Regions from separate parts of the Mus musculus genome. Here regions 2, 3, 4, 5 and 6 are each linked to region 1. Evidence: chromatin contacts called from public Hi-C, HiCAR-type and HiChIP or PLAC-seq data. All regions are on one chromosome and are shown on one strand. The core of a region is the stretch at or near the end of the contact, and the rest is flanking DNA. Distances in the headings are between cores, read along the strand shown.

What was found. A called contact is a pair of places that touch in the nucleus more often than the background predicts. HiCAR-type assays count read pairs that join an accessible place to other places. HiChIP or PLAC-seq counts read pairs in DNA pulled down with a chosen protein or histone mark.
Region 2: a contact with region 1 is called in an H3K27ac HiChIP or PLAC-seq map of microglia, with 5 times the contacts expected there. The contact joins two enhancer-like sites. A contact is called at or near these places in 1 of 15 datasets of contacts at CTCF or cohesin (large pre-B cells), 1 of 115 datasets of contacts at active chromatin or transcription factors (microglia) and 1 of 9 other capture datasets (embryonic stem cells).
Region 3: a HiCAR-type map of Th17 cells shows a contact between it and region 1, with 7 times the contacts expected there. The contact joins two enhancer-like sites. A contact is called at or near these places in 1 of 39 promoter capture datasets (the C10 cell line), 3 of 15 datasets of contacts at CTCF or cohesin (embryonic stem cells and large pre-B cells), 10 of 484 Hi-C or Micro-C datasets (B cells, the HL-1 cell line, the N1E-115 cell line and 3 more), 2 of 115 datasets of contacts at active chromatin or transcription factors (Th17 cells and embryonic basal ganglia) and 1 of 9 other capture datasets (embryonic stem cells).
Region 4: an H3K4me3 HiChIP or PLAC-seq map of bone marrow-derived macrophages shows a contact between it and region 1, with 5 times the contacts expected there. The contact joins the promoter of Chd7 here to the enhancer-like site in region 1. A contact is called at or near these places in 20 of 39 promoter capture datasets (the 3T3-L1 cell line, 3T3-L1-derived adipocytes, the C10 cell line and 12 more), 1 of 484 Hi-C or Micro-C datasets (bone marrow-derived macrophages), 16 of 115 datasets of contacts at active chromatin or transcription factors (Th17 cells, bone marrow-derived macrophages, craniofacial prominence and 10 more) and 3 of 9 other capture datasets (embryonic stem cells, liver and macrophages).
Region 5: a contact with region 1 is called in an H3K27ac HiChIP or PLAC-seq map of microglia, with 11 times the contacts expected there. The contact joins two enhancer-like sites. A contact is called at or near these places in 5 of 115 datasets of contacts at active chromatin or transcription factors (bone marrow-derived macrophages, embryonic basal ganglia, large pre-B cells and 1 more) and 1 of 9 other capture datasets (embryonic stem cells).
Region 6: a Hi-C map of cerebellar granule neurons shows a contact between it and region 1, with 2.5 times the contacts expected there. The contact joins two enhancer-like sites. A contact is called at or near these places in 10 of 39 promoter capture datasets (the 3T3-L1 cell line, 3T3-L1-derived adipocytes, HPC-7-derived erythroid cells and 5 more), 2 of 15 datasets of contacts at CTCF or cohesin (both in the NIH/3T3 cell line), 59 of 484 Hi-C or Micro-C datasets (B cells, the C2C12 cell line, the CH12 cell line and 38 more) and 22 of 115 datasets of contacts at active chromatin or transcription factors (the NIH/3T3 cell line, PVALB interneurons, VIP interneurons and 18 more).

Annotation. Positions count from the first base shown.
Region 1 is chr4:9,132,172-9,136,386 of GRCm38.p6, forward strand. Gm50597 (a long non-coding RNA gene) reads left to right here. Exons shown (of 2, transcript XR_001784233.1): 2 at 3,539-4,002. It overlaps Gm34288 (a long non-coding RNA gene), which reads right to left. Exons shown (of 4, transcript XR_881105.2): 2 at 3,293-3,353. Among named protein-coding and RNA genes, the nearest start is that of Gm34288, 8.4 kb to the right of the region's middle. Within about 2 kb of position 1,735, at least 41 of the 459 cell types and tissues checked have an H3K27ac peak or open chromatin away from gene starts, as enhancers often do. A contact at or near this core is called in the N1E-115 cell line, Th17 cells, bone marrow-derived macrophages and 2 more, where this site is marked.
Region 2 is chr4:9,628,308-9,632,522 of GRCm38.p6, forward strand. All of the region lies in intron 3 of Asph (aspartate-beta-hydroxylase), which reads right to left. Among named protein-coding and RNA genes, the nearest start is that of Asph, 39 kb to the right of the region's middle. Within about 2 kb of position 2,469, at least 105 of the 459 cell types and tissues checked have an H3K27ac peak or open chromatin away from gene starts, as enhancers often do. A contact at or near this core is called in microglia, where this site is marked.
Region 3 is chr4:8,665,036-8,669,250 of GRCm38.p6, forward strand. No RefSeq gene overlaps it. Among named protein-coding and RNA genes, the nearest start is that of Gm8273, 20 kb to the left of the region's middle. Within about 2 kb of position 2,391, at least 126 of the 459 cell types and tissues checked have an H3K27ac peak or open chromatin away from gene starts, as enhancers often do. A contact at or near this core is called in the N1E-115 cell line, Th17 cells and bone marrow-derived macrophages, where this site is marked.
Region 4 is chr4:8,687,911-8,692,125 of GRCm38.p6, forward strand. Chd7 (chromodomain helicase DNA binding protein 7) reads left to right here and starts at 2,496. Exons shown (of 38, transcript NM_001277149.1): 1 at 2,496-2,865.
Region 5 is chr4:8,708,844-8,713,058 of GRCm38.p6, forward strand. All of the region lies in intron 1 of Chd7 (chromodomain helicase DNA binding protein 7), which reads left to right. Among named protein-coding and RNA genes, the nearest start is that of Gm46841, 6.3 kb to the right of the region's middle. Within about 2 kb of position 1,843, at least 48 of the 459 cell types and tissues checked have an H3K27ac peak or open chromatin away from gene starts, as enhancers often do. A contact at or near this core is called in microglia, where this site is marked.
Region 6 is chr4:9,513,278-9,517,492 of GRCm38.p6, forward strand. Asph (aspartate-beta-hydroxylase) reads right to left here. Exons shown (of 24, transcript NM_023066.3): 19 at 1,312-1,401. Among named protein-coding and RNA genes, the nearest start is that of Asph, 150 kb to the right of the region's middle. Within about 2 kb of position 1,699, at least 8 of the 459 cell types and tissues checked have an H3K27ac peak or open chromatin away from gene starts, as enhancers often do. A contact at or near this core is called in cerebellar granule neurons, where this site is marked.

The DNA.
Region 1 (4,215 bases), core at 485-2,984:
GGCACGGTGGGACAGAGCAATGAGGCTCATCCCCCTTGTGCCCGCAGAAGGTGGCAAGGGTGGGCCTTCTGTGTAGGCTGGGAACAAAGCTCTTTAATTGTGTCTCCCAGTTCTGACTATGACCCGGTGAGGCTGGAAGCTCTAAGGGATCTGGATTCTAGGAGGGTCTCAGTATTAATGCACCATGTTTGAGAGATGGGATGATCCACCAGGACCCCCCAGTGAGGAAGTGCAAGGTCCTTTGTCCATCAGTAGCCACACCCCACCCCTGCTGTCTTTGGATCTCTTTTCACAGCAGAGGAAGCTTTCTAGTGAAGAAACACAAGAAGGGAGAGCAGGGACATCAGAGGCTGAGTTTGAGTCTTGGGTGTGGGTGTGTTCTCAGGGGCGGGGCCTCAGACACAGGATGAGATTCATCTGAGCCTCTCGCTGTGTCCACACTTAGACGCTGCCTGTCTTTCTACTTCGTCCCGAGGCCTTAGAAGGGATACATGCTAGCTGGACCTTGCCTTCCAAAGATCCACTGTTGGAAACTCACATCCTAAATTCACATGTGGATAGCCTTTAGGTGTGCGGCCTTGGGGCGGGGGTGGGGGTGGGGGACAAAAGGAAGGATCCTGTGCTGGACCGTGTCAGCTGGGAAGATCTTCCAGTGAGCACTATTGCGCTCTTTGGTGTTGTGAGTTCCTCTACCACGTTGGAAGCAAGACAGCCCCTTGCCAAATGCTGGCACATTTACATTGGAATTCTAGCTTCTATAACTTCAAGAAATGATTTTTTCCTGTTTATCAATTACCCACTCTGTCCTATTCTGTCCTAGCAACAAAATGAGTCTGAAGCAGAATGTAAGACGTTAGCACACAAAATCCACAGTTAAGTTTTCCTTTTCCTGAGCTGTCTATTAACTTCGGCAATATCCTTTCGTTGTGTGCCCAGTGCACTGATGTGGCCCTCCTGGGTCTTCAGTGTTGCCGACCTGTCAGCCTGGATCTCTGCCACGTTCCCGAGCCTCTGGAATTGCTTTCCCCCTCTCCTCCAATGATAGCCTCCCTTTTCAGGGCTAAGCTCAGTGCTACCTTGCCATCTAATTAAAGTCTGATGCTCTAGGTGAACCTGACAGGCCAGAGACTTCCAAGTTTAATTGCTTTGCCCCTTCCAACTCCCAGTGGAGCCCAGCAAGCTTTAGCTGGCAGGTGGAAGCAGACGGCCGGGGCTAGTAGGCACATCTGAGACTTCCTGCAATGAGACGTCTCCCCCTGCCTTTATTTACTCTAGTGATGAAGATGTAGGGATTACTCAAGTATGACTCATGTTCCGTGCTAGTTCCAGGAGCTATGAAGGTGAATCAGATGGTGCTGACATGCAAGCAGCTCAGAGGAGGAGAGCAGATGGACACATAAACAGACTATTAAGCAGCTCCGTAGAGTTATAACGAAGAAAGGGGTATTTGGGACATGCAGAATAGACGTCTAAATCAGTGGGACTAGTAGAGAAGATGCTTGGGGGAAAGTCTGAGTCCTGAAAGACAAACTAATATGTGAGGCAAGAGAGGGCCAGCTCCATGCAAGGCAGCGTTACCAACAGCAGCAAGTCAGACCCAGGCATATTTTTTGAAACTCAGAAAACCATAATCTGGCCTGTTGTTTTGAATGGGAATTTCCCCTGCAGCCTGGGATTTTTGAACACTTGGTTCCCAGTAGACAATGCTATTTAGGGAGTTGTAGCCTTGCTGGAGGAAGTATGTCATTGGGGGCGGGTGGTAAGTATTTATAGCCTTGCCCCACTTACAGTTTGCTTTCTCTGGTCTGTGCTCATGGTTGAAAATGTCATCTATCCAGAATGCTAGCCACTTGCAGCCATGCCTCTCCACCATGAAGAACTCATATCCCTCTGGAACTATATAAGCCAAAATAAATCCTTTCTTTCATCAGTTTTTTTGGTCTTGGTGCTTTATCACAGCAACAGAGATCAAGAGTGTGGTGGCTCAAGTCTTTAATCCCAGCCATTGGGATGCAGATATAGATAGATCTTCATGAGTTCAAGGCCAGCCTGAAATACAGACTAGGTTCCAGGACAGCCAGGGCTACAACTTGAAACCTTACAGAAGCAAAATGAAACAAAACAAAACAAGGCACGAGAACAGAAAAATACCTGGTTTGTAGAGTTTGGAGAGTGTTTACGGTGAGGCTGACCTCATATAACTCAGAGGCAAAATTTTCACTTGTAATTGCCGTCTTCTTCTTTGTTAGACAGGTCTACAACTAGCCCAGGCTGGCCTCTAAGTTGCTATGAAATTGTGTCAACCTTGAGTAGTTTCAGGCCTCTACTACCCAAGCTCTGGGATTACAGACGTGTACCACCATACTCCGTTGACACCTGGTAATTTTAATCAGTTTATGAGGAATCCTTAAAAGCACTCACTGAATAGCCGGGTTTAGTTGAACGTATAAGGCTTTCTTCAATGTCATAATAAGAACAGCCTGTTAGTTCACTTGTTCAACGCAGATCTCTTTGCCATAATGTGGAGGATGGGCCTGAGAAAGCCAGGACTGAAGGCTGGGATGCCTGGCAGCTACCAGATGTGGCTATGATTGGACATGGAATGGAGAGGGAGGGTTGCTGAGACCTTCCCCCAGGCCAGCTCCAGTGGAGGCAGAGAGAAGATAGTATACCCTTTAATCATGAAGGGCACATTCTAAGACCCTCAGAGGAAGCCTGAAACTATTCATCCTACTGATACATATATCCTTAGGTATATTTAATATATTTCTACATATACACACCTAGGTCAAAATTTAACTTATAAATTAGTAAGTTAAATCTATAAATTAACCTACAACAAGGTTCAGGAAAAGGTTAACGAGAGCAGTAAGACAGAAAATTACAACAAACGTTAATAGTCATTTTCTCTTGTTTTCTAAATGTCTTTCTGAAAGTGTAGATCTTAACAATGTTACTAGACGTTTTGTTCTTTTCTTATTAAGCTTATTATTATAGCACCTTCCCATTTATCAAAAGCACTTTCCAACTTGTCTTTGGCACGCCTAAATTCCTAGCATTGCCTGTCTTGCTCGAAGGGGTTGTTGTACAAGTAAATTTGGTTTACTGAGCACAAACTTTGTGATACCTCAATAAGCGAGCTGAGGGTCACGTGAGTAACGGGAAGGTAGCCTATATAGTGTGGATACAGAGAACAAAGGTTCGATTCTCATTCCAGATAGGAAGGGACTGGATACTGTGAAGTGTCATTGCCCCACTTAGAATAGCATTCAATACAAAACGTACAACTTACTTATGTATGGAACTTTCCACGTAACATTTTCAGAACGTGGGTGAGGACAGATAATTGAAACCTGGAAAAGAAAGACTGCTGGAGTGATGTGGGTTGGGCTAGCTGAGTAGAGGGATTGGGTTCCCATTGTGAGGATTTTATGGGGCTTGTGGCTGGTGGCATACGTTTGTATTTTATCCTCAGATCCGACCTGTCCACCCTATGCACTGTCGCTCTTTTCAACTTGACCTCATTTGACCTTGTCAGGCATCTTCAACATCCATCAGTCCTTCAGGGAGGAAAGCCTTTGGACACATGGCTTCTCGCCATTATTGGTGTGCAGACAACTTGAAAATTGGCAGAGGAATCCATGCTGGCGAAAGAGCAGTTGAAAGACCCTCAGAAGAGGTCGGGATGCCCTTGGAGGAGGTAGAAAACTTCATGTGTTCCACGCTTCTCACAGCCCCGCTGGGCTCCTGTGGCTTCTCAGTGTCTCATTTCCAGGCTATGCCGGTGCTCCACTCGCCAGCAGAGGGCAGCATTGAGACATCAACGAAGGCGGACTTGGGCGCGCGACCGCCGGGAAGCAGAGCCTCAGGATGGCTGCTTGTCGGAAGCTTTAACCTTTTAAGCAATTCTCCGGGGAGCCCTTCCTGTCATGTGTGGGCTGCCCTAAAATGAGCAGGTGATAGAAATGAAATATTAAACAATTCTGTTCTGCAAAATGAAAATGAGTTGTCATTTAGCATTTTTATCAGTCGATGACACATTCTTCCAGCTTCAGAAGGATTTTGTGAAAATGCAGGAGACAGTGAACTCATTTACCACCAAATCCTCAAGAATCACACGTGGGGGCGCCGTCATCAGGGGCAGGGGTGCAGGGCAGGCCAAGGCTGAGCCTTCAGGGCCGAGGGGCTGGGATCTGGGACCTGTGACGCAGGCCA
Region 2 (4,215 bases), core at 1,219-3,718, 500 kb after region 1:
CTCCAGCTCCCCTTCCCAATTTAACTGAACTTGAGACCAGAAAAGTGGCCCAGTACATGAGCAGGCAGGACAGCCACTTTGGGAGCCAATGCTACATAGACGGCACAGCACTGGTCAGTTTTTTAGATGATGAAAACTGAAAAGGCAAAGTTAACACAGTGATTTACAACTCTGTAACTAATTGAACACTCATATACACAGCATACAAAGTGGCCTTTCAAAGTCAGCCCATAAATGTAAGACATGAAGTAAGAAAATACCTATGAAACAAAATTACAAAATAAATTCACAACTTCAGTATATGTAATCAATAACACTTAAGAAAAGTTACATTTGCTTTAGACCACATTTTTGCCAATAACTTTATTCTTTCTCATACACACACAAATAAGCCTCAGATACAAGTTGAAGGAAGTCAGAGAAGTCAGGGGTTCTTCAGCTGCCTGTATTTTATCATCACTTAGGGTTTTTTAGATGCACTGATCGGAGGTGGTATAAAATTGTTGGCAAGTTACCACGCTTGCTTTACAGTTGGGAAGATGGGCATAATTAATTTCTGTACATATAATGTGCATTAGTATCATGACGATACAAAACCTGATGAGAAATTAATTACAAACGTTTTTAACACAGAAATTTAATTATTCATTCCTGACTAAAACCATCCACAGTTAGTAGTCATGGCACACAAACAAAACTGCTTTGAAAACCGTTTCTCAGCCATTTGGGTAAGTGACTTTTATTGTGTTTAGGACCTAAGGTTGTGAATTTAAAACAAACAACCATTGATTATTTCACAGCATTCAAATTCAAAATGAGTTTAGTCCTGAGCTGGAGAACTACAATGACTCTGAGAAGATGACTAAAGACTCCTCAGTCACTACGCTGCTAAGGCCTGAGCTGAAGTGCTTGCACCCTGGAGTGTAAGCAGCTTCTGACCAAGTCCTCACTGACAGTAAAACACTCGCTGGACACAAGAACGAGAAAAACTCCTAACAACCATTGAAGCTTGGGGAAGCCCTGGCCCATGAGTGGCACATGGAACCATGTACAAGAGTAGTGACATTAGAGAGAGAACTGCTGTGTTCTGATTTCAGGAACTCTACTTCAGCTGGCATTTCGTCATCCCAGAGCAAATGGCTGATGAAGGTAACTATGTAAAAACAGAGAATATCTGGGAATGATACTTAAATAAAACTGTCTGAAACTCCAGTGTACTCTGGTTTAAAACACATGAAGACCCAAAGCTGAGCAGAATTTTAGAGGCTCTCAACGGGAGCTAGACACTTTGAGAGTCATTGGAAGGGCAGCAGTAAACCTGTCAGGTGGCGCACGGCTCAGTCACAAGGGTAGTCACTAACACGTCCTTTCAGAGATGGATGCATATAGAGCTAATAACTGATTTTTTTAATAACTGATTTTGTATTACTGAGGCGAACTCAGTTTCAAAAAGCTAAGACAAAGCTACTGCCGTGTTCATAGTTTGGGAAAGAATTTTTTCTCCTAAAAATGAAGGACCAGTTCAATAAATTTAATTTACAATTCTACACATTATATTATACATAACTCACAAATCAACAGGTAATAAGTTAGTAAAAAATGGAAAAGCCTAATTCAGGAAAGATAGTTTTAATATGTACAACATTCTGCAAGACGCACATTCACACTCTCCCTCTTTTATAATAGGGTGACCCCAAAAAAAGTTACAAATTACCTTCTCTAGATTTATATTTGAAAATAAAATTGAAAACAAATTCTGATTTCAGAAATGGACATATTCAAACCTATTAGTGTCTGAATTCAGAAACTTCACTGCCCTAAGGCAAAAACATAGGATTTTTAAATTATGTCAAAAGCACCATTAATACAGAACTTTAACAAGTTTGTAGGAACTTATATGACTAGTCAATTAACCTAAAGAAATTACAGATTAAAAAGTACCAGCTTCACTACACAGCAGGCAAGTTAAAGGTCAACAAAGGAGCATTCGCTGATTAGTCATGCCAGAAATATTGTTAGAATCACTCCCATTAGAACTATCATTAAAAGTATGAGAAAGACAAGCATCAAGGGTTAAGTACAACACAATTTCCAACTTAGTTCAGTGAATACATAAGTTGAGATAAAATGATACAGAAACCAATTATACTACCAAGAACATCATTTCCAATGCACTTTGTGAACAGCTATAGGAATGAGGAATACCACTTCCTTTCTGGGTGTGGAGGGAGCCAAGCGAGGGGCTAGCTAAGTGGCTGTGCTGGGCAGGATGATCAGGATCATATGGGTGGCATTATCTGAAGTCACAACTGCCCCACTGCACGTTGAGCCCTGCGTAAGCAAAGGAAGAGGAGGCAGCTCCGTTTTCCAACCCACTGCTTTTCAGTCCCTGAGTTGAAGTTACTGATTATGCAAATCCAAAATGACACAGGTCTTTCCCTGAACCCCTTCATTCTGTGACGTACCATCAACACCATCTGCAGTTTCGCTTTCTTCTTCCTCTTCTTCTAGCATTTCAAAAGGAGTCATTATATCATAGAGAAATGAGAGGAAACCATAAAACCAATCTGAACTCTCCTCCGCTAAAATAGTAAGGACTTCCTCAAGAGAATCAATATTTTCATTACTGCCATCTTTGGTCAGGCCTACATAAGAATAAAGGAAGAGAGAAAGAGAAAACAAGAAGAGCAGTTAGGTGGAAAAAGTTAAGCTTAGGCAGAGTGATCTCAAAAGGGGGGCGTATCATGGTCCCAGGTTTACAGAAAGGTAATGCGGAGAATACAGAGACCGGTACGAAGCACACCTCCAAGTCAGGCTTCAGTCCACCCAGCAAACCTCACGCTCCTCCCAGCTCATGAGCAGATCATCTTTTTCCTACTACAGTCTTGGGCAGGAAACCCTGCAGAGTATCAGCACACTCTGCAGACAGTGATAGGAGAAAGTGATACAGAGGGCAAAGCAAACACTTCCGACAGCCTCCCAATCTGCACACTGATGAGCCAGACCTGATCATACGCCCTGGAGTAAACTGCAGGTGCTCCGGAGTACATAAGCCAGCGGATTACAGCCTGCAGCATCTCATCTGGTATCCAGACGCTCAAATATGGTCATTCATATCAAACGCCTAACTCAGTTAGTGCTATACACTCTTACAACTTGTTCAAGGCCTTGTAAGTTAGAATGAGCTGATAAGAGTCCTCTCTGCCTACCTAGAAGAACCCCGAGGAAGGCTGAGAAGGCTCTAGCAGCCACTGGCAGGGGGGGTAGGGATAGGGGACAACCCTGACCCCTCTTCCTCTTGCCCATGAAAGAAGGCATTCTTACTGCAAAGATTCTTGTTCTCTGCTGTTTTCTAAGCACTGCTCCCAAACAGGACCCTCTGAATAGAAGAAATAAAGAGGTAAATTATTATGACCGTCTCCAGTGGGAAATGACCCGAAGTAGGGAAAGACCCTTGAGATGTAAAGTCAGTTCCCTATACACTGAAAGGCCCCAGAATTTGAGGAAGAAAAGCAGGTGGTAGTTATGACAGGAAGAAATATGTGCATCAGAATCTCCAGCGCCTTCGTAACCAAAGCCGGGTCATTTCAGGTCATTTACAACACAACTTCTCCATGTACCACAACTACCAGCAATACCGACATACAAGAGATAACAGAATCCTGGCTACCTGTCAAGCTTACAGTGAACTTCTCTGCTATTGTCAACTGAAGAACAGGCCCTATCAGTTTCCACATGTGAGGAGAGAGGAAAGACACAAACTGCAGTCAGTATTTAATCAGTTTTTGACAAGTCCCGGGCTTTTTCATTTAACTTGAGTCTCCCAATGCTATGAACAGAGATCTGCATTTCCACCCAAGACCTGTGAGAACGATACTTCTCCCCACCCTAAATACTACCACCGTGTATTTAGAGAAAACCCTTGCTGTGTTTCATTATCCTCTGTGCTCTAAGTGCTTCCTATTACTACATATAAAATAAGAAACTTCCGAGCTTCAGCATGGCAAGTGGCACTGAGCAGCAAACATTTGGACAATGACCTACCTACACGGCCTAGAGTTGTGTGTGTCCTGTATATGGATGTATATATTTGTGTGTGTGTCCTGTATATATTTGTGAACATCACATACTTGTGTGTGTGCATATGTGGTGTCAGAAGTTTCTGTCAAGCATCTTCTTCATGACCCAGCACTGAGCCTGGGAGGCCTTGAGGTT
Region 3 (4,215 bases), core at 1,141-3,640, 470 kb before region 1:
GTGCTTATAGACTGCATAGCACTTCTCTAGGGATGGGGAGCTTGAGTGGTCACCCGTCTTTAATCCCAGCACTTGAGAAGCAGAGACAGCTGTGTGTCTGCAAATTCCATGTCTGCCTCATTTACATGTGAGTCCCTGGCTAGCTAGGACAGTGTAGTACAAACCTGCATCCAAAATAGATGGATAGGTAGGTAGATAGATAGATAGATAGATAGATAGATAGATAGATAGATAGATGATAGGTAGGTAGGTAGATGATAGATAGGTAGGTAAGTAGATAAAGATAGATTTGGTCTAATTGGTGATAATTTAGCTAAAATTTTGGTTCATTATGTTCTTACAAACATTGTCATCTTTTTATACTCCACAATAAGTTGCTAATTTAATACTTATACTAATTAAAACTAGGTTTGGCTGCAATATTAAAATAATATTAGTATAAAAAATAGAGGGCTGGAGACATGGCTCAGTGGTTAAGAGCACTGTCTGCTCTTCCAAAGGTCCTGAGTTCAAATCCCAGCAACCACATGGTGGCTCACAACCATCCATAATGAAATCTGGTGCCCTCTTCTGGAGTGTCTGAGGACAGCTACAGTGTATTTACATATAAATAAATAAATCTTTTTTAAAAATAGAACATTTTGAGGCAGATGATGGTGACACAGGCTTTAATTCTAGTTCTTGGGAGGCAGAGACAGGCAGAGGCAGCTGGTTTGAGTTTGAACTTAGCCTAGTGAACAGAGTGAGTTCCAGGACAGGGAAGGCTACACAGAGAAACCCTGACTCAAATACACACACACACACACACACACACACAAAAAAAGAACATTTATTGTTGTTTTGTTTTATGAAATAGTTTTCACTATGTTGCCCAGGCTAGTCTCCAACTTAGAGGTTCAAGTGATCCTCCTGCTTCAGCTTCCACAGCTGGGATAATAGATACAGCCTCACTAAGCCTTGGCAGAAAAACAATGTATCCCAGCCCCACACAAATTCAAGGCTCGAGTGGGCTTTGGTTTTTTTTTTTTAAGAATTATTTATTTTATGTATATGAGTACACTGTCGCTGTCTTCAGACACGTTAGAATTGGGTATCAGATCCCATTAAGATGGATATGAGCCACCATGTGGTTGCTGGGAACTGAACTCAAGACCTCTGGAAGAGCAGTCAGTTCAGATGGCTTAGCCAACCTCTAAGCCATCTCTCCAGCCCCAAGAGTGCTTTTCAAATGAGTCCCTATGCCATGTCTTAATTCCAGATCTGTGATAGAGGGGAAGCTAAGACACTAAAAGTCAAAATTCAACACCTGCCTTGGCAACTTAGTGAGATGTCTCAAAATATTAAGAAGTAAAAAGAGTGGGGGGTGTAGCTCAGAGGGTTCAATTAGCATGCATGTTTTTCTTCGGTTTTCAGGGAGGGGCAGAGGAAAAGAGGGGCAGGCACAGGGGTGGGGTAGGCAAATGTAGATTTCAATGTATCCTTCCCAACTCTTACCCTTATCAGAAGGCCACGCTCCATACTTCTGGAGCATTTTAGCACAAAGCAGGTGAATACGTTTCCAGATACAGGTTTTCCTGTCTTAACCGGCTCTTTGGCCTTAACATCAGGATGAGACAGACATGGTATGAGGTAGAGTGGAAATAAAGGCGATGAGTAGAGAGAAGAGAACAGTGTTTACAAAAAATGTTTCCCGTTCTAGCACTCCATGGGGCCTCTGCCTGTCGCAGGCTGTGTTTTCTTTGAGCTGTGTCTCCCCTTAGCTTTGGGGGCTGGGCTCTCTTCCAGCGCTAGTATCAGACAGCTGCAGTTCCACCTCCAGCAGCTGGGGGGCTCTATTCCACCACGGCCCACTCAGAGAAGCGATTAATTCTCACCCTTTTCCTGTCACATAAAGGAGGTGACTTCAAAGGCCACAGAACATTCTTCTCAACAGTACAGAGGGTATAGACTGCCACCTGCCTGCCCGTTTGACACTAAGGGGGCCCACCCTGTGCTGCTCTGGCCATCCTTGTTGTATGAAGCTGATTCTAACATCAGACACCTTCCACCAAGACCTCAGAAACCCAGCTCCCTTCCTTAACTCTCTCTGGATTTTTTTTTTCCAATCTCCCAGAGTTTTGGAGCAGGCTGCTGGACATCTCCCATCTCTACCTAGCTGAGGACAGTGTCTCCTGCCCCTCAACTCCCATCCTTCTGCAAAAGGGCTCCCTTGTCTTCGCTGCCCAAGTTCCTCGTATCCAAATAAGGAAGCACACAGCTTCCACTGTTCCCGTTGCCACTGGCGCTTCTTGCTTAATTATCTGTTCTCTGGTTGCATTCTACACATCATCATGAGCCGAACATGATGATGTCATCATTGACCTCCAGATGACCTCAGTGGACAAAGACCTTAGATTCCTCCATTCCACCGGGGCACCATTGCCACTTCCAATAGTTTTCTGTCGCACTATACACTCTAGACCTGTCCTCATTTCTCCTTCCTTCCTTCCTTCCTTCCTTCCTTCCTTCCTTCCTTCCTTCCTTCCTTCCTTTCTTTTTTCCTTTCTCTTTTCCTTTCTTCCTTCCTTTCTTTCTTTCTTTCTTTCTTTCTTTCTTTCTTTCTTTCTTTTTTTCTACTTTTTTAGACAGGAAAAAAGGAACTCACTATCCTGGAACTCACTTTATAGATCGGGCTGGCCTGGAACTCACAAACATTTGCCTCTGCCTCCAGGGTGCTGAAATTAAAGGTAAGCACCACCATACCTGGCTCTATGTCCTTATTTCTTGTGACCATTCTGTTGGGAAATAAAACACCCACACTGCCATTGGACATTTAACTTTGTCTTGGGTGGAGCATGGTGGGTTTGTGCATGGCTTCCTTTGGCACAATGAGTTCTATACGGTTGGCACAATTACTATCTCTGCCTCACAGGTAGGTAAGGATGGAGGATGCTGGCCTTGGAGTTCTTTGGAGGTAAGAGATGAGCTCAAGGTGACAAAGTTAGTAGGCCACAGCTAGACACAACCCCAGCACCGTGAAGTTTCATCAGAAAAGCTTCCTGCTCCTCTTCAAGAAGATGGTCGTTCAGATGCTCTGGGCTTCACCAACAGCCTTCCTCAGGACCCATGTCTGCACTGTCTCGCCACATAGGGAAGTACTGGACTTTCAAATGGCCTCATGAACTTTTTATAACGAAACAGAACATACACAAAAGTAGAAAGAAATGTGCAGTGTTGCCTCCCTCCCTGGGTATTATAAGTCCAACATACATCAATGTATGGCCTCTCTTGTCTGTGCTCCACCATTTCTTCACACTGTTAATGCAAGTCCCAGAGGTCACGTCAGTTCGGCTTTAAGCATAGTTATGTGTGCATGACAATCCAGCCATCACCAAACAGCACCTGGTCTTATAAGATCAAAATGGAGCTGAGAGAACCCTGATACCTATAATGTCATAGCCACCCTAAAAGTCTTAGCACATTATATCACTCTTGTATTTGTGGTGACACTGATGTAAATATACCTACCGGTCAAGTGCAGGAAGGCCCTGGGTTTGGTCACCTGCAACTGGAGGGAGAAAGGGAGGAAGGGAGGGAGGGATAGATAGATACTATCTTGGAGAGAGGAGACTGTAAAGGAAGATTTCAAGTTCACAACCCGTCTGGGCTTCTTTGAGAATAATGTCAAAAAAAAAAAAAAAAAAAAAAAGAGCCAGGTGTGCTGACATACACCTTTAATCCCAACACTCAGGAGGTAGAGGCAAGTAGATATCTGTGAATTCAAGGCCATCCTGGTCTACAAAGTGAGTCCAGGACACCCAGGGCTCTGTTACACAGAGAAAAACTGTCTCAAAAACAAAACAAAAAACAGAACAAAACAAGCAAGCAAACAAACAGAAAGAACAGTACATGTGGTTGTGCACAGGACATAAATACTTGACTATGGTAATAAACCATTATGTTGCTGGTCTGTGTGTTTGTCTTTTTGTATCATTTTATGTGTACTCTTTACAGAGGAATGCTTTTGTAAGCAGCACATAAGGAGGGGCCAGCAGCAGCAGCCCCTCCTGTTGATCATGCCTGTTGGTTGCATCAACAGGCTGTGTTGAATGACAGACCTGGACCTTCTAGGTCACTGTACCTACCAGCTGCGAGGTTCGTCCAATGACAGCTTGTGTAAGGATGTGCTTCTCAGGATATCTTCGTGGTGCCTAAGCAACAAATGATTGTATATCA
Region 4 (4,215 bases), core at 1,246-3,745, 440 kb before region 1:
TCTCTGTCATAAAGTGTTCACTCCGGTTATTTTCCCCCAATACAGTCAAACTTTTGTCTAAGCAGAGCTTAGCCTTACTCTGGTGAGTTCCATCTCTCTGAGTTCTTGGAAGTGGCTTTCCCTTTTCTGTTAGCCACAGGTCATGTGTTTGTGTTTCCTAACTGCAATCAATGGGTTCCCACTCCATCTGTTAGAGCCCTACCTCCTAGGTCGATAACACCTTTCTGCTGCCCTCAGGGCATGAGCAGCTTGGACAAGCAAGCCCTAATTCTTCGAGGATGTAGACCTCCCATTGTTCTTTCTGTTCACTGAATCTCAACTACCAATCAACTAGACGGCAAAGGGTGGAACCTTGTTAGCTTCACGCCAAGCGCCTAGAACCAAGCCTGGAACCTCTTACAATCCAATGTGAAAAGAATGTAAAAATCTGTCAATGGGGTAGCTTCAGCTGGGTGCTGGGAAGAAAAGCAACTCTTCCGCAGGAGTTTACATTTGGCTGTGAGTGACCCTTATCTGGCCCTGAGGTATTTGCATACTTAAAGCTAAAGCTTGTGAATTCAAATGATTCTCTTTGGGAAAACTTCAAGAAAGAAGCAAACGGAGAGAAGAGTGTTCCAGGCTTAGGGTAGTGGGGGGTGGGTGGGAGCTGAGGCTTAGCCGGTACAAAGCTGCCTAGGTCTGCGCCTGAGGGTCTTCGGGTTTTCAAGGCCCTTGGAGTTCTGCACCAGCAGAACCTCTGAAAGCCTGGACTTCTAACCCGGACTTCCCGGATAAGGAGGATATTAAGTCAGGGAGGGGAGATGTGGCTGATATGTCCCACACTGACTGTGTTTATCTTTGGCACATTACAAAAGTTAGTGTCCCAACGTCCTAGTGAAATACACAAGGACACAACAGGAGACCTCCACATAGTCACTTGGAGCCTAAACGTTATACTTTCATTAAATGTAGAGGTCATATTATTTAGCTTGTAAGTTGTCTTGAAATAGATGCGAGTCTGACAAGTGAGATTCCCCCCCAAGTATCTATGATAGTTTTACTTTGAGGGATATAAACTTATTATAAGTGGAAGACTTACATTAGATTTGTGATTTTTGGTTTATGATACTGGAGCTATAAAAAAGTAGATTTTCAATGTCACATTTTTTTCCCTGTAGTGTTAATGTTTTCTTCTGATTATCTGTAAACTATTTGATGACTATGTTTCTTTTAGAAATCCAACTTATGGCGAAAGAAAACCAGAATCAATGCACTTAAATAAGCAACAATTGTAAAAAAATTTTTTAAAAAAAAGAGTAAAACTATTTCTATTAGGAGATAGATGTCTAACTGATTAAGCTGCAGTATAAATGAAGCAGTTTTGGCAAGTCATTTGTCCATATAAAACTGTGTGATTCTAAGCTCAGTAGTAGTACAACCATCAGTGGGCCAGATTAGCATGCTTTGCCTTTTCTCTACGATTTTTGAGTTCAATAGCACTTACACAGCTGTCATAGCTGGCTGTATAACCTCCTTCCTTATTTATAAGTGAGTGCAGTCTTTAGCCTAATAAAACCATACTGGAGTTTACAATTGTTGACCGTTTATAAATCTGCTCCGTGTTTCACACACAAAAGATGCTTAGTAAATGTTTAAATATCTATTACACAAGAGGGAAACTAATTTAAAAAATGTCTTCAAGGTTAATATTCATCTTGTACCGGAAAGAGAAATGGGCAAGAAGGTCGGCTATTCAAAGCTGGAAGATGATATTTAGTGCCACATTGGCGAAGGAATGATGAAAACACTCCAGTTCTGACACGTTTAAAAATGGGCACACATCCTATTTCTTTGTTTCATAACCATTGCGCTATCCCTTCGTTTTTTGGCATGCTAACAAATTCAACTAAAATCAATGCTCTCTAGTTAAAACTTTTTGATTTAGTGGCAGATCCCGCTGTCCTATCACCGAGGACGTCAGTTAAAGCCAAGTGGTGAGGCAGGGATGGATCTATTTGAAAGGAAAGGCGTCCATCCTAGGTATTTCGTGTGGGAAAATCATCTCAAGTTGAAGGATAATTACAGAAGAGACACCCAAACACCCCTAGCCTCCTCGGTCCGCACCGGGCTGGCCACCCCTCGCGGTGGCGGGGGGTCACTACGGGCTCCGGGCCTCCGCTTCCTGCCCCAGGGCGGCGCACCGCGGCTCCGGGAAGGTGCTGCGCGGAAACGTGGCACCCTCTGCACCCGCGCGAGAGCGCTGGCAGCAGGCGGCCCGAGAGGCTGCGGCGGCCGCGCACCGGGACCGACACCCGCCCGCTGCGCCGGCGCCCGGCGGGACGGGAAGGGGCGGCCGCCCGCGCCGCGCCGCCCCCTTCTCTCGGCCTCTCCGCGGCCTCCGCCACCCCGGCCGAATTCTTGCATAAATTATGCCAGGCGCGCCTGACGTCAGGTGGCGGCGCGCGGGCGCGGGCGCGCCGCGGAGAGAGCCGGCCGCGGGCGCGCGCGGCCCGGGAGGCTCGTGCGCGCGGCGTGCAGGGCGCGCGCAGGCGCTGGCGTGCTGGGGCCGCGGCGGCGGCGGCGGCGGCGGCGGCAGCGGTGGCGGCGGCGGCGCGGGGGTTGAGCCGTGGTGGTGCGGACGCGCTCGTGCTCGGGAACTATCGGATTAAACTTGAATCGAGTGGAATTACACAAAGGAGCGCCGCGGAGGAGGCGGCCCGGGGACCCGGAGACCCCGCAACTCGCCAGAGCCCCGTCCGCGCGCGGCCAACTCCGCGTCCGTGGATCAGCCCCCGGCCGCGGCCGCCGAGCCAACTCCGGAGCCGCTCTGCGTTTTGTTCCCCACGGCGCGCGGCGGCTGACTAGCCCGAGCGAAGGAGCGAGCCGGTGAGCGCAGACTTCCCCGGCGCCCCCGGGAGGGGCGGCGGCAGGAAACCGTGCCGGGCCGCGGCCGCGCGGAGTTGCGAGAGGGGAGTTGGGCGTGTGCGGGGCGCGGGGAGAGGTGCGCGGGGGCCGCGGTCGGCAGGAGCGTAGCGCCGCCCGCCCGGTCGCCTGCGTTGCTGCCGCCGGGGCCCGAACCCGCGGCCCGAGCGCCGCCCCGCGCCCCAACTTTTGCCTGCGTCCGCGGGGCCGGCGGCGGCGGGGGCGCGCGGGGCGGCCGAGGGTCACTTCCTCGCATGTAAATGGCTTTTTGTTGTGCTGCCGGCGTCGGGGGGGACGGGGACAGGAGGGAGCGTGTCTGCGCTCTGGGGAGCGCGAGCGCGTTTCCTCCCGCCGGCACCGAGCACGAGTTGCCGGCTGCGTTCGAGAGAAAAGGGAAGGAGGAAAAAGTTGGGTTCCAACTCCGGCGCGAGCGGCGGCGGGCGCGCGGGCGCGGGGCGCTGAGCGCGGGGCTCGGGGACGGCGGCGCCCCCCGCCTCGCCCCCGCCCCCCGCTCCGGCCCGACCACGCCGCGCTCGCCGGGAGCGGCGGCCGCACCGGCGCGAACAAAGTGCGTCCCTGCGGGCGCGGCGGCGCTAGCCCGTGCGGGGACGGCCACGGGCGAGGTGGGTCGGCGGCAGGGAAAGTGCGCGGGGCGCCGCGTGGGGCGGGGGCGGGGGTGGCGCGAACACGCGGCGCGGGGGGCGTCCCGAGCCCAGCCGGTGGCGGCGGCGGTCGCAGAGTTCCGAGCCCGCAGCTAGGGGTTCCTGGGGCTCCCCGGCAGCTCCCAAGTGCGCGAGGACGAGAAGAAAGGGAGCCGGGCTGGGGCGAGTGCGGGCGGGCGACCGGGGGACCCCACCTTGCCGAGCTGGCCGGGCCGCCAGCGGCGGCATAATAGCGACTTTAATCCGCGATCCCAACTCGCGTCCCCGCTCCCCTCCCCCCAGCCTGTCGGGGGTCCGGGCGGGGGCGGGGGTCGCCAGGTGGCCCCGGAGCGCCGGGGTTACGCGGTGGCCCCGCGGAGAGCCGGCTCGGGGCGCGAGCGGCCGAGGTGGCTGGAGGCCGAGCGGTCAGCGAGAGAGGAAGGAGGGTGGCGGGGAACGCGTTGTTTGTTTGCTTCGCACCGGGGACAGGGCTCGCTGGGGGCGCGGGCGGGGCGCGGCGGGGCGCGGTGCGGGGTGGGCGAGGCGGCGCGGGTTGAGTGGCACGGGGAGGGGGCGGCCGGTTGGCGGGGGACTGGTCAGGAGGCTCCGGGGAAGGAGCCGCTGGCCCCGAGCAGCCATCATTCCCGAGTCGCCTTTCTCCGGATGGCTCTGC
Region 5 (4,215 bases), core at 593-3,092, 420 kb before region 1:
GGACCACTTAGATTTTTGCATCTCGGATAATCTGAGAGGACTGTGCATTAGCTGATGGATGGGTTAAGAATATAGGGTAGAGAGATGCTGGCATGGAGACCTGGGTTTGACTCCTTGGCACCCATGTGAACACAAGCATGGCTGTTCATGCCTGTACCCTAGCTTTGCAAGGTGGGACAGGTCCCAAGATAGCTAGCGGCCTAGCAGACTTCTGCTAAGAGACCCTGTGAAAAGCAAGAAAGGAGAGAGGACTAGAGGAAGACAGTGTCTTGTGGCTTCTGTGTGTGTGCACATGGGCATGCGTACCAGCATGCTGACAGGAACATGCCTCCTTATAACCGGTGCCTCTTCCACAAGAGAAAAAAAAAAGAGTATAGGGTAGATGGTCTCCTTCAGAGGCAAATGCGTTAGATATTCTTAGACATTCTTCCTCTGCCAGCCATAGAGAATGATTTCATGTAAAATGATAGTCATTTCAAGATTTCTAACATGTCTAATTAGAGGTTTTAAGAGGAAGCAGGGCATGGGTGCTGGAGCTGAAGGCTGCCAGGGCTCAAGGCATGGGATTGGTTTCTTTCTGTCCGGGGAATTGGGCTTGTGTATAAACAGGGTAGTGAGTGGGTCTTCCCCTTGTCTGGCATATACTAAGTGTTCATTGAATTGAGCCAGGACCAAGGCTTGGATGCCGGTGACCAAGGCATACTCAGAGGAGGTGGAGGATTGCTGGGCCTCAGTTGTCCTTAGGAAGCCTGGAGCTCGTGGTAAAGATGACCGTCCTACTTTTCAGGCATTGAAATGGGCAGTGCACAGTGAGGACAGCATCAGTGTTCTTGAAGAGAATTAGGAGACCAAGGGCGTGCTAACCAACCGTAGGACACCTCCTGCTTACATATCTGTCAGAGTCTTTCATTTCCCCTTTTGTCTAGTGAAATGTGGAGTGTGCTCAGCTAACCAGAAAAGCTGTGTATAATGTAAGAGGCCCTCCTTCAGCTCTGGTTTATACACAGTTAGCTATAGAACCACATATTTAATGCCACCCCAAAGTGTGTGACCACTCAGATGAACTCAGAATTTTGAAGTCACTTCCAGATTGTACTCACACTGATATCTTTTGTTGGGGGCTGGGAGACAGAGTCTCGCTAGGTAACTCTGGCTAGCCCAGAACTCATCATGTGAATCGGGCTGGTCTTAAACTCACAGAGGTCTGCCTCTGCCTCCCGAGTGTTTGGATTAAAGGCGTGTGGTACCACACCTGGCCTCACACAGTGATATCTTAACCATTGTTTCTGGTCCTGTAGAGCTAGGCCTGTTCTATGGCACCCACTCTTTTCATGTCTTTGTTTGTTTTGTTGTTATTGTTTAGAGACAGGGTTTCTCTGTGACACTGCCTTTCCTGGGACTTACTCTCTAGGCCAAGCTAGGTTCAAACCCTGAGATCTCCTGGCTTTGCCTCTGGAATGCTGGGATTAAAGGTGTGTGCCACCACCCTGGTGACTATTAGTCCTTTTGCCTGGGATTGACCTCAGATGTAAGCAGCCCATGTCTCCTCGCTGTGGGAGGAGCTTCTCCTTCTTCCTTCCCGGGGCCTCTCTGCTGCTGTTTCAGGGAGGAGACGACACAGAAATGAGACACAGAAATGAAAAGAAACAAATGCTTAAGGACCTAGTTCATCACCTGTGCCAAGCTCTGCTCAGTCCTCTTGAGGTACTCTCTTGGTATGAAATGGGATAGTGAAGTGGGCTTTGTAAAAAAAATTCTGTTTGTGTGCCCAGGGCTCAGTAGAACCTTAGGGGAAGCTTCTTGCCTTTGCACTGCCTGGGTCGGCTGGACTCCGCACTGGTCATTTTCCTGTGCCAAGGTTGTGGTTGGCTGGCTGACATGTGCTACTACCCAGCAGGCCTTGGAGTTGAGTGGTGGATGCTTTGTGAGGCAGCACACAGAATGTTAGAGATTGTGGGCTCTGTGTGAGGACCTGGTTCTTAGCATCCTTACCCATGTGATCTTGGGAAAGTTGCTTCATCTCTGAAGGGGACAGTGGTACCTGTGCATGTATTCTAAAGGAGCGATGAGAGGAAGGCCAGGGCAGTGGTGGTGCTGCTCTTGACATTGCCTTATAGCACAGGACTGTTCAGAGAGGTGGCCTCACGGATTTACAGCAGTCTGTCTGAATTGTGTCTTAGTGTTCGATGAGAGTAAGTTTTGTGCATACTATGTTTAGGCTAAAAATAATCTAATGGAAGGTGAACACAATGCATTATTTTCCAACATGAAATTGGGGTAATTCAGAATGTCATCTACAGTAGCAGCAATTCAAATAAATCAGCAGACTGCAGGTAAAATGCGGCTGGGGGTGAGGGGGAATGGGGATGAATGGATATGAATATATGAATGAATGAATATGTGAGTGAATGAATATATGAATGAATGAGTATATGAATGAGGGAATATAAATATGAATGAATGAGATTGGGTATGTCTTTATAGGTCGCAGCCCTGGGCTACTCAGTAGCTCTGAGAGAGTGTGTGTGAAATGCCCATGGGCCAGTTTGTTAGGGACGCAGGAAATGGGGACTATGGTGGACTAGATTCTGACTCTGAGTCCCAGCCTCTTGCAGTGATGGTTTTGTGTACCTGTACAAAGAAGCCCTGCAATCTTTGTATCTTTCATTTTACTTCCCAATGTAAGCGTTACTGTTAAGTGTATCACTGGTGAGTGGATTGATTTTGTTTGTTTGTTTGTCTGTTTGTTTGTTTCTTGAGACAGGGTTTCTCTGCGTAGCCCTGGCTGTCCTGGAACTCACTTTGTAGACCAGGCTGGCCTTGAACTCAGAAATCCACCTGCCTCTGCCTCCCAAGTGCTGGGATTAAAGGCGTGTGCCACCACTGCCCAGTGAGTGGATTGTTTTTTTTTTTTTTTTTTTTGCCCTGTGGCTGTATTGGGAGTTCTTTGTTGGGAATGAGGATTTTCCTAGAGAGTATAGCTTCTCTGTATAGTTGGATGTGAATGTGGAAAATATTTCAACCTTTCCCCCTTGCTTTAGCACTAATTTTTTCATACATGTTGAGGGCGCAAAAGTGGGAACATGCAGAAGTTTAAAAAACCCCTCCAGTTTCCCTTTCCTATTTAGTTCAAGCATTCTTTCTAACTTTGACCTGAGTGGTTACGACAACTGAATTCAGGTTGCGTATGTACTCCCCATCCATTAGAGCTTCTGCGAAGACGCGACTCCATTGAGCTGAGACCCTCTAGCTTGAGTTCTGGGAATATAGACTGATTTTGGTTGTACACTAAAGCCCACTGTTTTAGACCAGTCTCTCCCTGCCAGAGCTTCTCAGGAGCTGGGGAATGGGGCACAGAAGTGACAGAGGAGAAGTGACAGAGCACATTGACAGAGGAGCTTCAGTCCTAGTGAGGTTTGCCAGTTATCTGTTGCTGTGTTACAAGTGGCGTTGAAGCTCAGCACTTTAAACAGCAACCATCCTGTTCACTTGCAGTTCTGTGAGTTGTCAATCTGTACTGATCTCAGCTAGACTCCACCCACATCTGTGGTCAGCTGGCCGTTGGTGACCTTACTAAGTTGGTTAGCTGGGTCTGTGCGTGTGTGTGTGTGTGTGTGTATGTGTGACTTGGCTGTGTGCTGTTGGTTATGTGTCTCTTCTGTTCCAGGAGACCAGTCCAGGCTGTCTCACATGGAGGTAGTAGGGAGGGCAGCCTCTGTCCCTGCACCAGTGGTTGGAGCATGCCACATGGACAAGTGGCATAAGAGGGATGAATCTGGGAGGCTGTGGATGTGCTAGACCACAGGGCACTGTATTTGACAGTGCATGGCCCTTTCTTCCCCGTTTTCACGGTGGTAACACAGACAGAGTTCACCATCGTAACTGCTTTTCACTCTTCAGCTCTGGACTGACACTTCTCTGTCACCGCCACCTGTTTCTATCTTTCTGGCCTTGTAAAACTGACAGTCACTGCACAGTAATGCCCTGCTTCTTCATGCCCACACATAAAATGCCTTTGGCCAGTAGTGGGTCATAGCATTAAGAGGAGTGGCCCCAGGGAGAACATGATAAAGTTCGCTGAGTTCTCTTCCTCTCCTGGGCTTAGGTAGGGTTACGGGTAGGAAATAAAAGAGAAGGCCAAGGAAAGGAAGCTATTTGGGGTTTCTTTGGTTTTCCTCATTGTGAATTTCGATTTTGGAAACCCTTTCAGAGTCT
Region 6 (4,215 bases), core at 449-2,948, 380 kb after region 1:
TCATCTAAGATATGAGATAAAGTAGATTTCTTTTATCTGTCTTTGCCCTGTACCACGGAATGTTCAAAGACAAATTAATTAGTGACAATTATATTTACAGAAATTGAATACAGACTTTTCCCGAGTGTTGGCTACTGTGGCAGACATTTTCTTGCCCTCCTCATCCAAAGGAGGGTTCTTTTTACAGCAGGAAGGTACAGAATAATGACTGCCGTCAGCAACGCCTCCCCTCCTCTTCACTTCTAGCGTCGTTCTATTTTAGTCAGATGATTGGTAGGTTAAAGGAGGAAGGTACACATGAATAGAAAGGTAGAAAGAAAACAGTGTCAATCATCAAAGTGCTACTACTCGGAATAACTCCTGTTTCTTGCAGGAGACTGCGCAGTCACACTGCTTCTCTGAGCCCCTAGCTGCCCAGAGGGTCTTATATTCTTATGAAATCTAGAAATTTGAAGCTGCATTGTCCTTAGGTGTCACATATGAAGGGCAGTGGTTACAAAGGGTCACTGTTGTGTTGGTGTTTTTATCTTCAGACTCTGAAGACAGCTGAAGTAGAATTTCTACAGTGGTATAGGGCGGAAGAGGTAGGCCTTGTTTATTGGCAGGCAAATCATGGGGGTCATAAAAGGGCTAGAAATCTGTGGTACATGACCTCACGACTGATGTCATGTTTACACAGGCTGACAATTGTACGCAGGAGAAAGGTAATGATCAGGAAGAAAATTCACTTGTTTCAGTTACTGCATCCATGCATGTTTGCGTTGGTACCTGCCACTGCCCTGGCTATAAATGTTCAGCTTAAATTGAAAATGAAAAGTACATGGTTAAACGTTAAGACCACTATGCTAAGGATTAGTCAAATAGTTGGTTCTAAAAATGACTACTGCAGAAATTCCAAAGTAAAACATTAAATATGTAAATGGTTTTAAAAATTAAATCAATTTTAGAGAACTCTGTATTTCTTAATTTCAACTATACTTTTCAAAGGCAATTATCTTTTGCTACACACATAGATACACTCGCTCAGATGCACACACAGACACACACACACACAGACACACAAACAATCACAGATACACACACAAACACACCCCCCCCCAAAAAAGAGGCGCTTTTCAGATTACACATCTGAAAACACCAACTGGAAAAAATAAACTGTAAAATCCAAATCCCAAAGATCTTGTAAGAACATTGGCTTCATAAGTTACGCTAAGAACGTTTGTAAAGTTCTAACTGATTCCCAGCAGTAAAAGTCCCCACCCACTAGTTTATCATCTATTGGAATAAAGTCACAAACCCAGTTAATCGTACCTCTTTGTTCCCGACCCTCTGCATGGCATCCCCCAAGTGGAAGTAAAACCGGCCATCATCCGTGCCAGGGTCCCCAGATTCGATTCCTTCCTGGAAAAGGACAGTGTTACCATCTGTGAAGGGTGACATTTGGGGGTCTCATCCCTTGACCTCTGTAGATTTTCCTTATTTATGAACAAAAACATCTCATAGGAAAACATAAGACCTTGAAAATTTTGTCTCATTATTAAAAGTAGATGATGAGTTTGGTCCACATTTTACATGTAAACATAAAATGAGATAATCTAAACTTAACGACAAGGTTATCATTAACCGCTAGTGGACTAGCCCAGGAATTAGCAAGCACGCTGTACTGCCACAGGGGAGCTATCATATTCCAGGGCTGCAGATGGTTTCCCTGGCTGGGTTTTTCCACATTGACTTTGCTCTCCAAGTCTGACCATATGCCACCTACAGTCTTTTATTCCTGAACCCAAACACTGTTTTGCTTGTGTTTCAAGGGATGACAGTGTGAGTGTACGTGACAGTCCTTTCTACCCTAAACAAATGTGCCACAAGCAGCTAATGAAACTTCTTACTAACATTTACAGGATTCAAGCCAACACCAACTGGAATCTTGACACAGGTAATTTTTACTGAACAGCTTCTATTATGAATTGCTCTGCTCTTCCCTCTCTCCATAAAAGCACTGGAAATGAGATTCTTATTGTAAAACGGGAAGAGAAAATACTGAGACTGAATATGGAAAAGAAAAAAAAAACAAAAATGTGAAATAGTTTAATGGCAGGTATTCTTTTCATAAACGACATCTTTGAGGCTGCCCCAGGAAAGGCTAGCAAGATGGCTCAGTGGGTGAGGGCACTTGCTGCCAAGCTTGATGACCTGATTTTCATCTCCAGGTCCCAAATATTGCAAGGAGAGAGCCAGGTCCTGTAAGTCATCCTCTGACCTCTAAGTACATGATGTGGATGCACATACACATGAGTACATACCCATGGTTATATATATACGTATATGTGTATATATACATATATGTGTGTGTGTATATATATCTATTTTATCTCACAAATGACATTTCTTCTGAGAAAAGATAATGACCATATATGTTTTCTATTCTTTCATATATATACATATCTGAGAACATTACATAATATATTTCATATATAATATTATATCATTACTATTAATTATTTAATTAATATAATATCAATAAAATCATTAATATTGCAGTAGCATTAATATTAATAGTATAATGTTGTACTTTATGATATTATATATAATATATCATTAAAATTGTATATTTAAGTAACATTAATTAATATTATTAATATTGTCATATTATTAGTATTAATAAAACCATATTGTATTATGTATACATATTATAATATTAAGATTAATAATATAGTGTTATATGTATAAAATGCAATATATAATATATCATGTTCATATATATGTATATATATGAAAGAATAGAAAACATATATGATCATTATCTTCTCTCAGAAGAACTGCTATTTGTACAGTCTTGGAAAATAGCCTCTAACATAACAGACTGACAGCCGGGCGTGGTGGCTCACGCCTTTAATCCCAGCACTTGGGAGGCAGAGTCAGGCGGATTTCTGAGTTCGAGGCCAGCTTGGTCTACAAAGTGAGTTCCAGGACAGCCAGGGCTATACAGAGAAACCATGTCTCGAAAAACCAAAAAACCAAAAGCCAAAAACAAAAAACAAACAACCAAAACAAACAAAAAACAGACTGACTGGTGTAGAGTATCCTTATTTGTTAAATGTCTGCCCTAGCTCTTGCTTGCTTGCCCACTGTTGTACCTAGAAGAATACTATCAGGCCTCCAGAATTGAAGACAATGTGAGCGCACTTTAAGCCAGACCAATGCACATGCCCACACAGCCCTGGTAAAATGGAAAGGTCTGCAGTGTCTGATGACAGGCAGGGCAGATGGGAATATAAGCCATCTAGAGGGGCATCATGCTCAGCACTATGCCCCAGGGTTGTGGGCCAGATAGGAAGCTAGAAGTGTGCCTGACCACACACAGTGTGGGCATTCTTAAGACAGGCAGCAATTGCAACAATAAGCATTGTTTGAAGAAGTCACAGAAGCCAGCCATACTGCTATCATAAAGGGGGTTCAAAACTCTCATGCATACATGAGCTATGTATACAGCAGCTCTCCTTTACAGTGGGTCAAACTTTTAGCCATCATATTGTTCCTACTCAAACAAAAGCAAACTAAACTTAAACTTTAATTCCCTTCCTCAGTTACAGTAGCCATGGTTTAGATATTCAGTGTGTGAACAATAAATATAAGTGATCTTTCTTTTTTCTTTCCTTCCTTCCTTCCTTCCTCTCTTTCTTTCTCTCTCTCTCTCTCTCTCTCTCTCTCTCTCTCTCTCTCTCTCATGAACTATCCACACTGCAGTTTAATATGGTAGAAAACGCAATAATATATTTTAAGATTTTGAGTCATTAGCCCTAAGGTGTTTTTCAAATAGTGTCTGCTCAAGCTGTTATTGTTGTAGGCTGAAGTGTCTCCTGCATGCCTCTGTGCTTCCGTCTCCAGCATGAGGTACTGTTTGGGAGTTTGTAGAACATTGCTTGCAGAACTCTCTCACCAGGGGTGGGCCTTGACGGTTACTCTGCTCTACCCTCCACTCTTGGTCTTTCATTAGTGCTCATAGACCAAAACTGAACAATCTACTGTCACATGTTCCTGCCACTTCGAGCTCTGCTGTGCCATCCCCACAATGAAACACAGCACCTCCCAGAAACTAAGAACCCAAATCAACCTTTCCTTACATGGTTTCTGTTGAGAATTTTGGCAACCATGATACCAAAGTAGCTCATGCAGTTGGGGTCTCTCCCTGACATTCAGTCAGGTGTATGAACT